Linked DNA regions of Gasterosteus aculeatus: region 2 is linked to region 1. The links are chromatin contacts, called in public Hi-C maps. All regions are on one chromosome and are shown on one strand. Each heading gives the region's core, a stretch centred on a gene start, on an enhancer-like site or on the middle of the called end of the contact. The rest is flanking DNA. Distances are from core to core; before and after follow the strand shown.

Region 1 (7,161 bases), core at 2,815-5,314:
ATATCGGCCTGTCATAACCTTGCGCAATTGTTACGCACACCGTTATGGTCACACGGACTAATGCAGGGGTTGCGGTCATTAGTTGGCGCATCAGGATACGGAGGACTGAATAGCGTCCGCCTTGGTCCACTAACAGCGTGAGAAATAAAACATAAACAGCTTGCTTAATCCCCAACTCTTTCCCTTTATATTTCCTTTACCTGAGGAGGATTGGAAGCTGGTCCATCGGCAAACAACGGTCCAATTACTTCCGAGCCTCGTAAAATATGGGACGACTTTGGAAAAAAAGCCTGTAATTCGGTTTTCGTTGTATCTATTGAATTGAAGCTGAAAGTCTAAATTTCAACCAAATATTGACGGCTTCAGTTCCAATCTTTCGGAGCTACGTAAAGAAAAATGGTGTCAGAGTCCAAATACTTACAGCCCTGACTGTATACTTTGCATTCTTACGTGATGTTGTGACGCTGAGTTTGTACCCTATGGTTGAATGCACTTATTGTACGTCGCTTTGGATAAAAGCGTCCGCTAAATGACATGTAATGTGATAACTTCTGTTAAGTTAACTTCCAAAGCTGAACAGGTTACCATGGTGATCCACCTCCACCCCCCCCCCTCCTCCCTCCCCCATTCAAAGAAAGGAAGTTGAGCCCAAAGACGGCCGGCCGACCCGCTGACCCGCCCAGCATTTTAACCTCCTCGGCGTGCGCGCTCACCCGCTCCCCGCTGTTGTTCTCCCCTTGACCTCTGGTTCCTCCGCAGCCCCACACGGGCACCGACACGGGCAGGGAGCGCGCCATGGCCAAGGAGTGGGCGTGGCGGGACGCCAGCGAGGCCTGGCCCATGGCCATGCCGCGCGGCGGCGGCGGCGGGGCGTCCTCGCTCATGGAGCCTGGCAGGCAGGTGGGAAAAGAGCATTGGGTTTGGTGCACTGGTGTGGATCTAACGTGCGACTGCCTTCACCCCCCCCCTGCCCCCTGCCCCCCTACCGTCGGTGCTCTCCTCCTCCCCGTCGGACTCAAAGAACGGCTCGCAGTCCCGAGACAGAGAGTCCTCGTCCATGGAGAAGACACCTGGAGCAAAGCGGCGAGAAAAGCCCGTCAGAAACGTACGCACTGGCGTGGCACTGTGACGCGCGCGCGGATCGACCGGGCGGCTCCTCACCGGCACTTTCGTTCCCGTAAGGCCTCCTCTCGTCCATGTCCTCCTCTTCGTCCTCGTCCTCCTCTTCCAGGTCGGCGATGCCGGACCTCTGTCTGCTCTCCTCGGCCTCCCGGACGCACTTCTCCCGCTCCGCCTCGGAGTTCTGCCCGCCGCCCGGCCCCGTCGCAGCGGCCGAGCTGTAGATTGACGGGTAGCTTTGGGAGTACAGCCTGTCATTGGGACTGACTCCGCCCACCACGCCGTCGCCCGTGAAGCTCTGGAACAACAAGGCAAAAATGAAATGAACGGGAACTTCTCGCGCTGGGGAAATGTCGCGGGGAAGCATGCAGCACGGGCAGGTCACTCACCCCTCTGGTCCCGGGGTCAGAGGTCAGGTCGACCACCAGTTTGGTCCCGGCCTGGCGCGTGTGCTTCTGGGCCGTCAGCATGGTCGTGGAGTGCAACACGCCGATGTCGTCCATGTAGCGGCGCGCGGACTCGGCCAGAAAGCCCTGACCCCACGCGCTGTAGGAGAAATCGCACTCCTTCGGGAAGACGCCGCTGCCCTCCCATCTCCTGGTCCCGCCTCCGGCCGGGGGACGGGACTTCTTGCACGCCGTGAGTATGGCCAGATCGCTGCCCGACTTCTGGCAGTACGATTCGGCGGCGGAGAGCAGCGCCAGCCAGCTCTCTCTGTGGTTGTCTGGGATCTCCGGCTCGGAGGACTGGGTGACGGAGGCCATGGCGGTGCGGAGGAGTCTTTACAGATGTTTGAAACGGTAACGACCTGATGAGAGGAGCGAGTAATGCCGATGAAGACGTTGGAAGGTTTAGAAGCTTATCAGAAGCTCGGATAAGGTCGGATTTGTGGGCCGCTGAACTCAAGCGGAAGTCGTCTTTCTCCTGCGCTGCCGGTGTTAGTTTTGTGAAGGGAAAAACGAATGATCTACCAGGAAGGAGGCACCGGGCGACTACAGATGTGACTATCCGTCCTCACACGAGCCAGGGGAGAGAAGAGATGTTGCCAAGCTGCTGGTGATACCTGCAAAAAAAATAAAAGAACAAAGTGTTGACGAACATGTCCCATGTGCCGTTTCACACCGTGATACGCATCATTAGAAGTGATTTAGCTCCTTATGTAAGATAAGAACCCGTGATTTGAGACGTTGAACCTTTAGCCCTGCTCAAACTACTGTGTCGCATTGTCCCTCTTTAGGGCGATCCGAGCTAAGTGCTGCAGCCGCACGGCGGGTCTGTCCTCTGGACGTGTCCCCGCATCGCTTCCTGTCTCCGTTTGCTCCGCATGCCGCGGACTCGTCCTGCACGGTCGCCGTCGCTGCCTGCAGCTGTTGTTGTTGTCGCTGTTGTTGCTGCTGCTGCTGCTCCCGTTGTTTATTCAGTGTTGTGTGCAGCCTCCTCATGACTGGGACCACATTTTCACCTCCATTTTTCGGCGTTTAACAGGAGCCGAGACCGGCAAAAAAAGAACAAATGACGGAAGCGAGGTGAGCCGCTCGCCTACCTGTTCGGTGTCTTGCGTCCACGCCGCCCGATGTTTATCAATCATAAACTTTACTTGTTTTTTTTGTCAGAGGTATTCCACATTCTCCCACGGTTCTCTCCCCCAGCCAGGCTCTCCACAAGCAGCAAGCCTGCAGCAACGCGAAGCGGCCGTTCCGGCGGAGACTTTCAAAATAAAGGTCGTGTCACCCGCGCAGCGCTACGTAAAGAAAGTCAATGGAATGTATATCGGTTCATGTTTGTTTTTTATTTTTCATAAAGGACAGTCAAATGTGGTTTCTTCTGTTTCCACAAGGTACACACAACGGTATTATGCAATGGGTCTTTAATGTATGATCTTTTTTTTCCAGAAAAGCTTCCAGGAAAATAACTACATGTAGTTCAATAAATGGCAAAAATGCTAGGAAATAAAGATAAATAAATAGTTTAGTACAGGTAGTGACAGTGATAATCTAGATGAGTGTAAATTAGTCAGAGCCCAGCTGGTCAGTGGTTCACAATTTTAGCTGAACAAGAAAATGTCTACGCAATCAATCCTGTTATTTTTTTAACATGTTTAGATTTACAAAAAATTGATTTACAGTACATGTTTCCTTCTAACAACGAAATAAAGTATAGAACATTTTAGGGATCTGTAAAAATGTTCACTTAATCAATATTATAGACCGGATCACATTCAACATAATCTGTGAATGTATATTTATTTATTTTGTGTTCAATGCCCTTTTTTAATACATTTAAACATGTGGACGCAATTGAACGTAAAGTATACTGAATGCATCACGTGCTCGTCTTTATTTATTTTATTTGAAGGCTAATAAAGTCCTATCCGGTTTTGTTTACTTGGCTGACTAACTTCATGCAGCTCTTGCGTCACCTGTTTGCCGACATCCAATCCAACGCACGTTGCTCACGTAACCGAGCCTTGTGGGCGGGCTCGTGCTCGCCTCGTTCTCGTGCACGTGTAAACCCCACCTAAACCTCCACTTGGCCCATCCAGAGCAGTTTAAAGAGAGGGTTGCGTCAGCGGAAGTTCAAACTTCTTAAATATCGAATTATGAGATTCATGACTTCCGATTGTTCCGTTGTCCAGGAAGTACCTGTCGGACTATGCTTACAGCTACCTGCCTTCCTTCCTGTGTGACGTTTTAGTGGCATCCAGTGTTTGGATTGCAGATTGCAGGATTATACATCATCTGTTTTTTCTAACAGATATGAATCTAACAGATATGAATCCTAATAACGTTTCCATCTAATGTCCTTGTGAGGTCGAAGGTTTAATCTGTCTAATACTTTGAATTAGGACCAAACAACAAGGCTGCTACCTCCAGTTCTGAAAAGTAAAAGTAAAGACCATGTGAAAATGCATTGTTTCTAAAAGTCACCAAAGGGTCACTACTTTGGTTGCAAACAGAAATTGAAGCGGAAAGCCCCATGCCTCCCTTTTTACTATTAATATTATTAATAGAAGCAAGAATAATCATCTTTATTTTTATTCCTGAACTTTCTAGAAACCACACTCCCCGGGGCGGTAGGTGGCGCCGTGCACCGTAAACGTTTGAAGACTGCAGCTGAATTAAATAAGCAGAAGAAGACGAGCGCCTCATTGGACGCCTCTGGTGCTACATTACCAACGGTTATCAGCCGTTTGTCCGCAAACATCTGGACAAATTGGAGGAAGTAGGACCGCAATTGAAAAGGCCTTTGTAGCTGTGCGGTGGCTTAGTCTACGTCACACACACACACCTGAGGGTATTTTGTGTGGTTATCTCGCCCAGCGGCTAGTTGACTGCTAAATCAGAGAGCTAGCCAGCGAGCTAGCTAGCTAGCTTACTGGCTAGTTAGCTTACGGCAGCGCCATAAGAAGAAAGTGGGAAACAAACGTGCTGGCGGATCGATTTAAGGTGCCGAGGCTGCGGGTGTCTGCGGCGTAAACCACCACAGGTGCAAGAATGAATATCGCTAAAAGTGGATATCGCGTCTTTTCCGCAAACTCCTCTGTAGCGTGCACGGAGTTGGCCAAGAAGATAACAGAGTAAGCACAGCTGAGTCTTTTTTACGTTACGTGTAATTTAGTTGACTCTTTTATCCAAAGCGACTTAAAACAAGTGAATTTCAACCACAAAGATGCAGCTCTTCTTTAATGATTCATTACACGAACGAATGAATCATTAAATGTCCCGATCGGGTGCGTTACATGTGCGCTCCCTTCACAGGCGGCTGGGAGTCGAACTGGGGAAGTCGGTGGTCTTCCAGGAGTCAAACCGGGGTGAGTGGAGCGCTTCAACCCGCTGTGGATGCGCGTAGTGTACGGCGCGTAACGCAAAGCGGGAAAGTAGACCTATCTTAATTCTTCTATCGAGTCACTTAGCTGGTAAAAAGTAAGTAAAACCGTTAACTGGTTTTGATTTTGAGTAATTAACTGAACGGCCAGCTGCCACGCGGACCACCAGAAGAGCTGAGCCCCCCCCCCCCAGCGTGACCGAATTCTTTCCATCACAATAGAAACCAGAGTGGATGTGAAAGAATCCGTCCGAGGACAAACGATCTTCATCATCCAGACCATACCCAGGTGAGCTTCAGTGAGACCTTCTGGCAAGGATCTTGTATCACTATAAAGTCTAAATGTCTGCCCCCCCCCAACTTTACCAGGGATGTCAACACGGCGATCATGGAGCTGCTGGTCATGGCCTACGCGCTCAAGACGTCTTGTGCAAAGAACATCATTGGAGTCATTCCTTACTTCCCGTACAGCAAACAGTGCAAGATGAGGAAGAGGGGCTCAATAGTGAGCAAGTTGTTGGCTTCGATGCTGGCGAAAGCAGGTACGGGGGAACAACACAACTCTCTACCTGCGATCTGTGTGCTTTGTTTCTTACCTCGTCTTTGCAGGGATTCGTTTGATTTAATATTCCTTTTGTTCCCCCAAGGACTGACGCACATCATCACCATGGACCTGCACCAGAAGGAGATCCAGGGCTTCTTCAGCTTTCCCGTGGACAATTTGCGTGCTTCTCCTTTCTTGATTCAGTACATCCAAGAAGAGGTGACGAGCGCGGCGGACTGTTTGACTGCAGTCGTGGTGACCACATCAACCTGACGTGACATTGACGTTTGGCTTTGTCTTTGTCAGATTCCTGATTACAGAAACGCCATCATCGTGGCAAAGTCCCCGTCGGCAGCCAAGAGGTAGCGATGGCTAAACCTAATCATCACCTCCGTGTTAAAATAACATTTCAATGGTCTTAACATGGCCGCCGTGTGGGCTTTATTCGACGCCGGATGTTGTTTGCAATGCGTGTGCTGTGTCTGCTTGTGTCCAGGGCCCAGTCCTACGCTGAGCGCCTGCGTCTGGGCCTGGCCGTGATCCACGGCGAGGCCCAGTGCTCGGAGTCCGACATGGCCGACGGAAGACACTCGCCGCCGTGTGTGCGCAACACCACGGGACACACCGGTCTGGAGCTCCCGCGTAAGAACAAAAACACACATTCTGACCACCTCTGGCTTTTTTTTTTTTTTTTTTTGGCAGGTTGATGTTTATTACAGCAAACGTTTCCCTGCTAAATTTTCTCTGACGGTTTGGATCGCTTTTCGTGTGTGATACCGCGGTCAAATCGAGGCCGACATTTCTGATTATTCCTGCTAGTTTAACAACTCCGTGCTCAGTTCATTCACACGTGTCCGTCCTGGCGACAAACCAACACGGCTTCTTTCTGTGCTGACCTGTTTTGAGCTGACGATTCTGCTGTTCCTCACTCTCACCATCCACCATACTTCAAAAAACCCGATTTCCTGTGTTGCTGCATGTTTTAATTACAAAGATCCACTACATTGACTCATGCTGCATCCAGGCTGCAACGCCTAACCTGCCTAAATATCACGGACCCGTAGTCTGCGCCATTTCATGGCACACGGCGTCATTTATCTTTGGTGAGAAATACTAACGTTACACGTGTAGTTTTGAACATAGCTGCTGTGTTTTATTCTCGGTTAAGCAATCTCAATGGAAATATTGAATTATTGTGTCGTTGGCAAATTACTGTGAGCACAGTGTTCATTTAATTTAGCAAAAATATTTCTTGTTTTTATTCTCACCCTTGACTTTAAAAATCCTCTTACTGAACAGCAACAGATAATTGATTTAAAAAAACAAAACAAAGACAGGAGTTGTTCCGCAGCGACGTAAGAGGATTTTCCAAGTCTCGGCATCATGTGTTTGTCATGTCAAATATTTGTGCATTTTTGTGTTAACGTGGTGTTTATTTGTTGGTAATAGCAGGCAAACAACAAGCTCCGTTCCCCGGCATAGAGCTCCCAAGTACGGCCGTAAACGTAACTCCCATCTGACTCTGAAATGATTCCTCTTCAAGTGGCTCCTTGATTGGTGCATGCGTGAAAAGGGTTTTTGTTTTCGTCTTGTGGAAACGCAGTCTGGATTCTTGATTGGGGAAATTTAGGAAAAAACAAATATATGTTGGTGCTCGGGCGGTTTGCTTTTCC
Region 2 (7,161 bases), core at 2,463-4,962, 250 kb before region 1:
CCCCAGCCCACGTAGATGCACGCCCCCAGCTCCCTCTTCTGGGTGGCGGCCACCAGGGGGTTGTTGAAGTTTTGCACAACAATGTGGGCGGTCCAGCTGACGGGGATGATCACCAGGAGGCCCGCCAGCAGCAGGCCCACCGCGGCCACCAGGCTCATCTTGGGCTTGACGTCTTCGTTCTCTACGCAGGTGGTGAAGTCGGCGCCGCAGAAGAGGATGAGCAGGCTGAGGCAGCAGAACATGCAGCTGATGATGGTCAGCGCGCGGGCGGCCTGCAGTTCAGAGGGCAACTCCAGCAGGGAGTCGTAGTTCTTGCACTGCTGCTGGCCGGTGCTCTGCACCACACAGGTCGTCCACAGGCCCTCCTGACTGCTCTACTCAACACACACACACACAAAGAAAGGGGGACACGTTACGGATTTCAATACATTTTATTGAATCATCATAAGCAAAAGAGGCTGAAGCTTTTCAGTACCTGTGCAGTCACGATGTTGGATCCCGTGAAGGAGGTCACCTTCCAGAGGGGGACAGCGCAGGATATGATGACCCCAATCATGCCGAGGACCCCGAGGGACACGCATACAATCTGAACTGCGGCAGATCCCATTCTGTAATAGGACAGGAATTAGTGGACCAATCGGAGGCGTCGGGGTGAAAATAACACCTTGCAGCACCACATTTCAGTGCAGCATGCGGCCTTCGTGTTTCCTTTTCCCCTCCCTTCATTTTCTTTTGGGTAATTGTCTTATTTTCAATAACTTTGCATCTAGCCATCTGCAGGGTGGGATGCCTTTTCTTTTATTGCCTCTCCCAAGATCCATGACTTCTACATTATTACCACATCTACATATTTTTGTTTCTACTAACTCTACTCTGAATTCCTAGTTATTTAAGCACTGATTAATTCAATTCTTCTCGTTTTCCTTCTTTGGAGTAGATTGTTGGATCTTCTCTGGCGATTTAACAGGAAAGACTAATTTATTCATTTTACTGTGGTGTTACCGGGGATGTATTGAATTTTTTATGAGCACATAGCTGAACACACGCTCAGACAAACACCTGATCGCTGCGGGCCTTCACAGGATTTAGTGGCTGCAGGGCTGTATATTTATACACAAATTCATGCCATGACACGTCTGCACCCACCACGGGCCGTGCCACTCCCTTAAATCTTGTCTTTTGGAAAAGGTTTTGTTATGGTTCAACTTCAAATGAAAATCATAGTTACGTTGGACGGAGAATTCACTCACGCGTGTTAACTGACAAAAACAACACTTTTTGCATGCAAAGTGACCTTTAACCCAGAGTCAGAAAGTATTTCATCAATTCTAGATGAAATATTAACATTATAAACTCAAATTATAATTCTGAACTGTTTAATGTTTATTTAATATTTATTCATGTATCGAAGATATAGGAAGGGGAAAAAGTAAACCTAATAAACAGAAGAATTATTTTGTTGCATTTCATTTGTAAATTTCAATAAAATATTACACCTGTTATGATCCTAAGACTTAATTAATCTAGTGGAATAACAAAGGAGAGGATTTGACCATGACAGACACATCTTCCTTCTATGCAACCAAACCCATGTAACTAATGATCAGAACAGATTGAACATTTCAAAATCGAACATTCGTTCATACACCTGACGATAATTTCTCTCCAGAATAACTGATTCTTTCTTACAATTATATTTATTATTTTTTCCCTCCAACCAAGATTTTCGTTGATGCCACATCAAGATATTCAACCAACCCTTTCATCCTTTGTGTTTTTCAAGCTTTTCAGAATAACGTCTCTTTTCAAAAGCTCTGAATGTTAATCTAAAAAAATAAGGATGAAAAAGAAGCCTACCTTTTATTCTCTGTCCTCAGAAATTTTCAAAATGAGGTGAAGTTCTTCTTTCTTCCTGCCCAAATGTAGTTTGAAGACGTTGGTTTGTGATGTACTGTGGCTGTGTGATAAGATTGGGTATTTGTAGGGGAATGTGCGTTGTTGGGTGGGGTTATGCTCCAAGACGAGGCAAGGACATATGGACCAGACTGGACTTGTCTTGTACGTATGTTTCCCTCACTTTTTCCACCCCAAACCTTGTGAGGGCCTCAACACACACAACGTGACTGACGTAAAACCAAGAAAAAAAACGTATGATGTTTCAGCATCAGTAGTTTCTTGTGTTAGTGTCGGCAACCGGCCCGTTTTAGGTTTTAATTGCGTAAGAGAACAACATAAATGTGTTTATGCATCTAGGCTTCATGACAAAATAGAACAACTAAATTATAAAACACACTGAGAGTCAGCTCCTCCCCCAATCACGTGAGCTTCAGGGGATTCTCAATTTGCCTTCTTATCCAGTATCCCTGCACAAAAACAAAACAGAACATGTGACGTCAAGTCAGTATAGAGTTGGCCCAGGGGCCCTCACCAGAAATATTCAAATCAATATTTGGATGATAGATACTTGTTGATGATGTGAAGCACTTTGAGTCTGCCATGTGTATGAAAAGCGCTATACAAATAAACTTGCCTTGCCTTGTCCACCCGCTAACATAAGAGATGGTAACAGACCAGGAGGAAGGTTAGAAGGGACACAGAGAGGTTATTGGGGTTATTATGAAAGACGTAGAATAACATTTTGTCATCTAAGACTGCAGTTTTTTCTTTTCATGCTCCCCTCAAACAAACGCATACCTCCATGGGTACCACACCTCCACGTAGCCGCCCCCCCTCCCTCTGTCGAAACTGTGATCACGAGTTGTGGCAGACCAGTTCAGGGAACTGAGACGTAGTGGCTTCAGGAGCTTTGCGCAACGTTATAAGTGGAGCTTCAGGGGAAGGACATTGTATTAGGAAATGAAAAAAGGAATGTTGTGAAATGTGTAGCCTTTATCAACACATTTAGAAACACGCAGACAAAATGACGCATGCATAGTTTTGGTTTGTAGGACCAATTTAGAATTTATTTTGAAAGAGTGTTCAGTGATGAAGAGGATCACAGGCAACTCACCTATTTGTCAAATGTTGCGTGGATATTAAAAGCCTTTTAGCGTATGCTGTACATCAACTGTAATATGTTTTACAAGAGACTTGTAGCTAATCCCATATCATATGTATATATTTATATGTATATTCATTAGGTAGTAACTCGTTGTTCCTGAGCATATAGCATTTAAATACTTAACGCAGGAATGTTGTTCATTTTATGCGATTTTTTTTTCAGCGAGATATTATTGACTTTATAGTTACATTGCTGTTGTACGAAATATTGCTGTTAAGATTTAGTTACCTTGAAATGATATATCAGTCAATTAAACTCAACTAAAAGGGATCGTTCAGTCATGAAGAACATTGTACTGATATTATTGATATTAGCTCCTAATAATATCGTGAAGACACTTATGCCCAGGCGAGGGACACCCATAAAGTGGGAGGTGAACCGACGTTTTTTGCAAGTCCCTCCACTCACCACTAGGTGCCACTACAGCTCACACACTGTGTCTTTAGCCTAAAATCAAATACTGTTAACATAGACTATTAAACAGTTAGACATATAAAAATGTATCTAACTATTTAGTTATGTAACTAATTACATATGCCGTTTCTCGATGTGAAAATAGTAAATATGTTGATTTATTGATAATTATTAAGAAAAAATCGCGGTTCTCACTCTTTGCCCGCCAACTACTTCCTGGAACCATCCTTAACCCGCGTGAGTCACGTGACAAACCCCCCCCAACTTCCGTTGACGCGACTGTCGTTTTATACGGCTCTGTGGAGACGCGTGAGGAGCTCGCTGTGATACAGCCTACGTAGCCGTAGACGCTTCACTAGCCACGGCCCTCTTTTAAAGTTCCTGGGGGACGAGTGAAGGAACCCGGACGAATCGAAGGAAAGGGGCCACGGTTGAGCTCGCAGAAGAAAAAGCAATTACATTTTATTCACCCCAGAAAGACTATCGTCAAACCAAAGACAAGGTACGGAGACATTTAATCTGTTTGCAAGTTAATTTAGCTAACGTCGGCTAACTAGCCGTTCGGTTTCGTATGTGTAGTGTTAGCTCAACGTTACGTTACTTGGCTAGTAGCTACCCAGCTAGCTCGGCTAGCCCTAGGTTGCTTAAACTCATTCATTATTTTAGTTCGCTAATATTGCCCGATTATGTTGTGCGATGATTTTCTAAGGATAATCAATGTGACTTGAAGCGTATTAGACAAGAATCGCTCATTATGTGTCTCGTTCTCTCTGTTCCTGAAACCTAAGGTGCAACACGGAAAACCAAGGTCTTGACTGCCCGAGAACGTCAGAAAATAAAGAAAATGGCGGAACCAGACAAATTAAACATCGACTCTATAATTCAGCGTCTGTTGGAAGGTGAGGAGAACCTAAACCCCCGACTGCGCAGCAATTCCCTTGGTTTACATGTCATACGGGAGAGGGCTGTACGTGTTTTAAACGGCAGGTCCGTCGGCTCAGCTGAACGCGGATACGGTGCATCGTAGTCGCCTGCCGGAGGGAGCCGCGCTCTCCGGCTCGATGGCGGGCTTTGGATGAGGCGCTGGAGCCACATCAGCCCTGCTCTCGTCCAGCTAACGCCGCTTGCACCTGTTTTAAGAATAGCGATCGTTTTTTTTTGTTGGTAGAAATGCATGCTTCTTACTGTGTTTTTTAAATAAATGCGGAATGGTTGGCGTTACGGACTGTCAGAGTAGAACATCGCTCACATTTAACACAAAACAAACGTCCACCTACACGCGTTTTATGTTTTTGATTAACGAATGCCGATTTTCTACAGAGGATGTCATTTGTTTTCCAGGTCATAATATTCAGGCTATTTTTTTTTACTTGTAGATGTAAACAGTCCTTGCCACTAGCTTACTGTGTAAACAGTCTTGTAATCACGTTTTTTTTTTTTTTTCCCCTCCATCCTAAATATATCCCCTTTTCCACCAGAACTTCCCAGTTACATGAATGCTCTCGCTTTTCCTTTCCAGTCTGATAAGAATTTGTAGCTGTAACCTTTCGTCGGGCAGGTGTACACACTGATGCTTTGATTAGCACATGCTCAGCGGGAAACTGCAAACCGGCAGCCTTCGCTTCCCTTGCTGCTTTTACAGCAATACACAGACTGCTTGCGTCATTCATCGTTCATCCTGCATCATCTTCACCCTGCATGCTCGCCGTGGAAAAAAAATCATTTCAAGTTGAGGAAAAAGTGCCCACGGTTTTGCCAGAAGCATTTTGTAGACCGACGGCCTTTTTAAGGCAGACACGTAGTACCTCTTCAAATCCGACGTGAACCATTTCTTCTATTCCCACCGTGCAGGAGTAATGGTTTGCTGTGGGGAAAGCTTTGTAAAAGCCAAAGTTGCTTGTGTGCGTCTGAGGGGAAAACGGGGCCGTTTTTGTCGTTGCCTCGACATGAAGATTGCGCAAGAGCAGCGAAAGCCTGAATCTTCAGAGCCAACGTTCAGTTCGTCTAAAGAGCACCACGAATGAGGTTGTGACCTCCATAGTTGTCCTTGAGCTGCAGATGCACCCGGCTCACACCTACATTTCAGTGTTTCCCCTGTGGCGCTGCTGGTATACGGACGTCTCATCAAGTATGCTGTTTGTGCATCTTGCTCCGTTGCAAAAACGTCTCCGTGACCCAACACTCGTAATGCGTTTTTTAACGCAGCGGTTTATTTACCGACTTATAGAGCAGTCATTGATTCATGAGCTTAAACTGGGCTGGTTGAGGTGATTTTTGGAATCTTCCCGAGCATGCGTTGGAGTTTGACTTTGACTGTGCAGCCCGTCTGCTGTGTTTTGTACATAGATCGTTCTACTCGGGTCACGATAAGGTTGTCTGCCGAACGCAGGGGAATACAAACAAGACTGATAATGGCCATATTTATATCCTCTTATGTAACTCATGACCTTTAGAACGGCAATTGAGGTTCCATTGCTGAGAATAACCCTTTGCCGGGTTATTATTATTATTATTATTATTGTCTAGGTTCACTCTCTTTAAAGTGAAGAACACTTGCCTCGCTGCAGGTGCTGCATCAAGAGACTGTTAACTTTCACTGCGCTACAGCTCCGTCTCCTGTGGAGACAACAAGGTAACCCTCATGCTTGCCGACTGTTTTGAGACCAAACCAATTAAATGTGTTTGGATAATGAGCACTTTCAATTGGATTACTTGCGCAGGTCCGGGTGAACTCTGGGAGGGTGTGTGTGTTAGTGGCTAACGGCATGTCGGGAGAGCGTGACGTCACATGAGCTCAGTCACCCAGCAGCACTGAGTCAGGAGTGTTGGACCAAACCAACTGTTGCTTCGAGCACCTCCCCTCGTCCCCCCTCCCTCCCTCGTTGCTTTTCTGTTGTGCCGGTCCGGTTCTTTGTTTGCTGCACCCTCATCGGCGTAGTGGAAAGCCCATTGTTTGCCTACTGGCTGTGTGGCTAACTTTGGCGTAAGCTCTGTCAGGGCTTAGCCTTCTGTAATCCAGGTTTAAAGTGACAAGCAGTACTGACGTATTTATACCCACTTTTCCCTCTTTAGGCAGTTTTCCTTTTTAGTTTCTACTTTGGGGCTAGTGACAACATTTTGCATCCATTTGTGCTCTCACCCTCCCTCCCCAGGTGCTTTGCAAGCGTTCTATGAACTGGATCTGTTCAGTGATTTGGTGTGTGATTGTGTGTCAGGTTCTCTCCCTGTAACACACATTCCTGTTTATGGTTTGCTGCTCTGTGGTCCAATAGTTGACATTCCTCAAAAGTTTGAGATAACACTGGAATCAGAATCTCAACCTGAAGCAGGTTAACAAAAAATTCCAGTTGTATATCAATAGTAATCCAAGTATTGACTAAACAACTATCCCCTGTGCCTCTTAACTTCTTTAACATAAGTACTTTAACTTAATGTTGTGAAACCAGTGTAGTTTGATCAGAGCTGTGGTTGCTATTGATCACCTTTTTTTTATCTGTGAATGTTCGACATTTAAAGGTGAAAGAATGTTTGGAAGCAAGTTTTTACCATTCATCCTCAACAGTCTGACTGTGATCGTTTGCTTGGTGGGAATGAGACTCGACATCAGTAATCTACTTTGGCGTACACGTGCACATGTAGGAATGGGAGTATGATTTACTTTGTCAGTGATACAAACAAACCAGATT

Evidence for each region. A called contact is a pair of places that touch in the nucleus more often than the background predicts.
Region 2: a contact with region 1 is called in a Hi-C map of tail fin, with 4 times the contacts expected there. The contact joins the promoter of cldni here to the promoter of LOC120827381 in region 1. A contact is called at or near these places in 3 of 6 Hi-C or Micro-C datasets (skeletal muscle, tail fin and whole body).

Annotation. Positions count from the first base shown.
Region 1 is chr11:14,635,106-14,642,266 of fGasAcu3.hap1.1, reverse strand. It overlaps LOC120827381 (phosphoribosyl pyrophosphate synthase-associated protein 1), which reads left to right and starts at 4,064. Exons shown (of 10, transcript XM_040190226.2): 1 at 4,064-4,696; 2 at 4,878-4,930; 3 at 5,167-5,233; 4 at 5,314-5,486; 5 at 5,592-5,707; 6 at 5,795-5,850; 7 at 5,985-6,130. The coding sequence starts at 4,614. akt1s1 (AKT1 substrate 1 (proline-rich)) reads right to left here and starts at 2,850. Exons shown (of 7, transcript XM_040190227.2): 1 at 2,663-2,850; 2 at 2,091-2,182; 3 at 1,509-1,927; 4 at 1,162-1,417; 5 at 987-1,070; 6 at 714-889. The coding sequence starts at 1,883.
Region 2 is chr11:14,882,218-14,889,378 of fGasAcu3.hap1.1, reverse strand. cldni (claudin i) reads right to left here and starts at 3,712. Exons shown (of 4, transcript XM_040192119.2): 1 at 3,671-3,712; 2 at 1,858-2,363; 3 at 476-608; 4 at 1-374. The coding sequence starts at 607. It overlaps ppp1caa (protein phosphatase 1, catalytic subunit, alpha isozyme a), which reads left to right and starts at 3,713. Exons shown (of 8, transcript XM_040192117.2): 1 at 3,713-3,977; 2 at 4,264-4,374. The coding sequence starts at 4,320.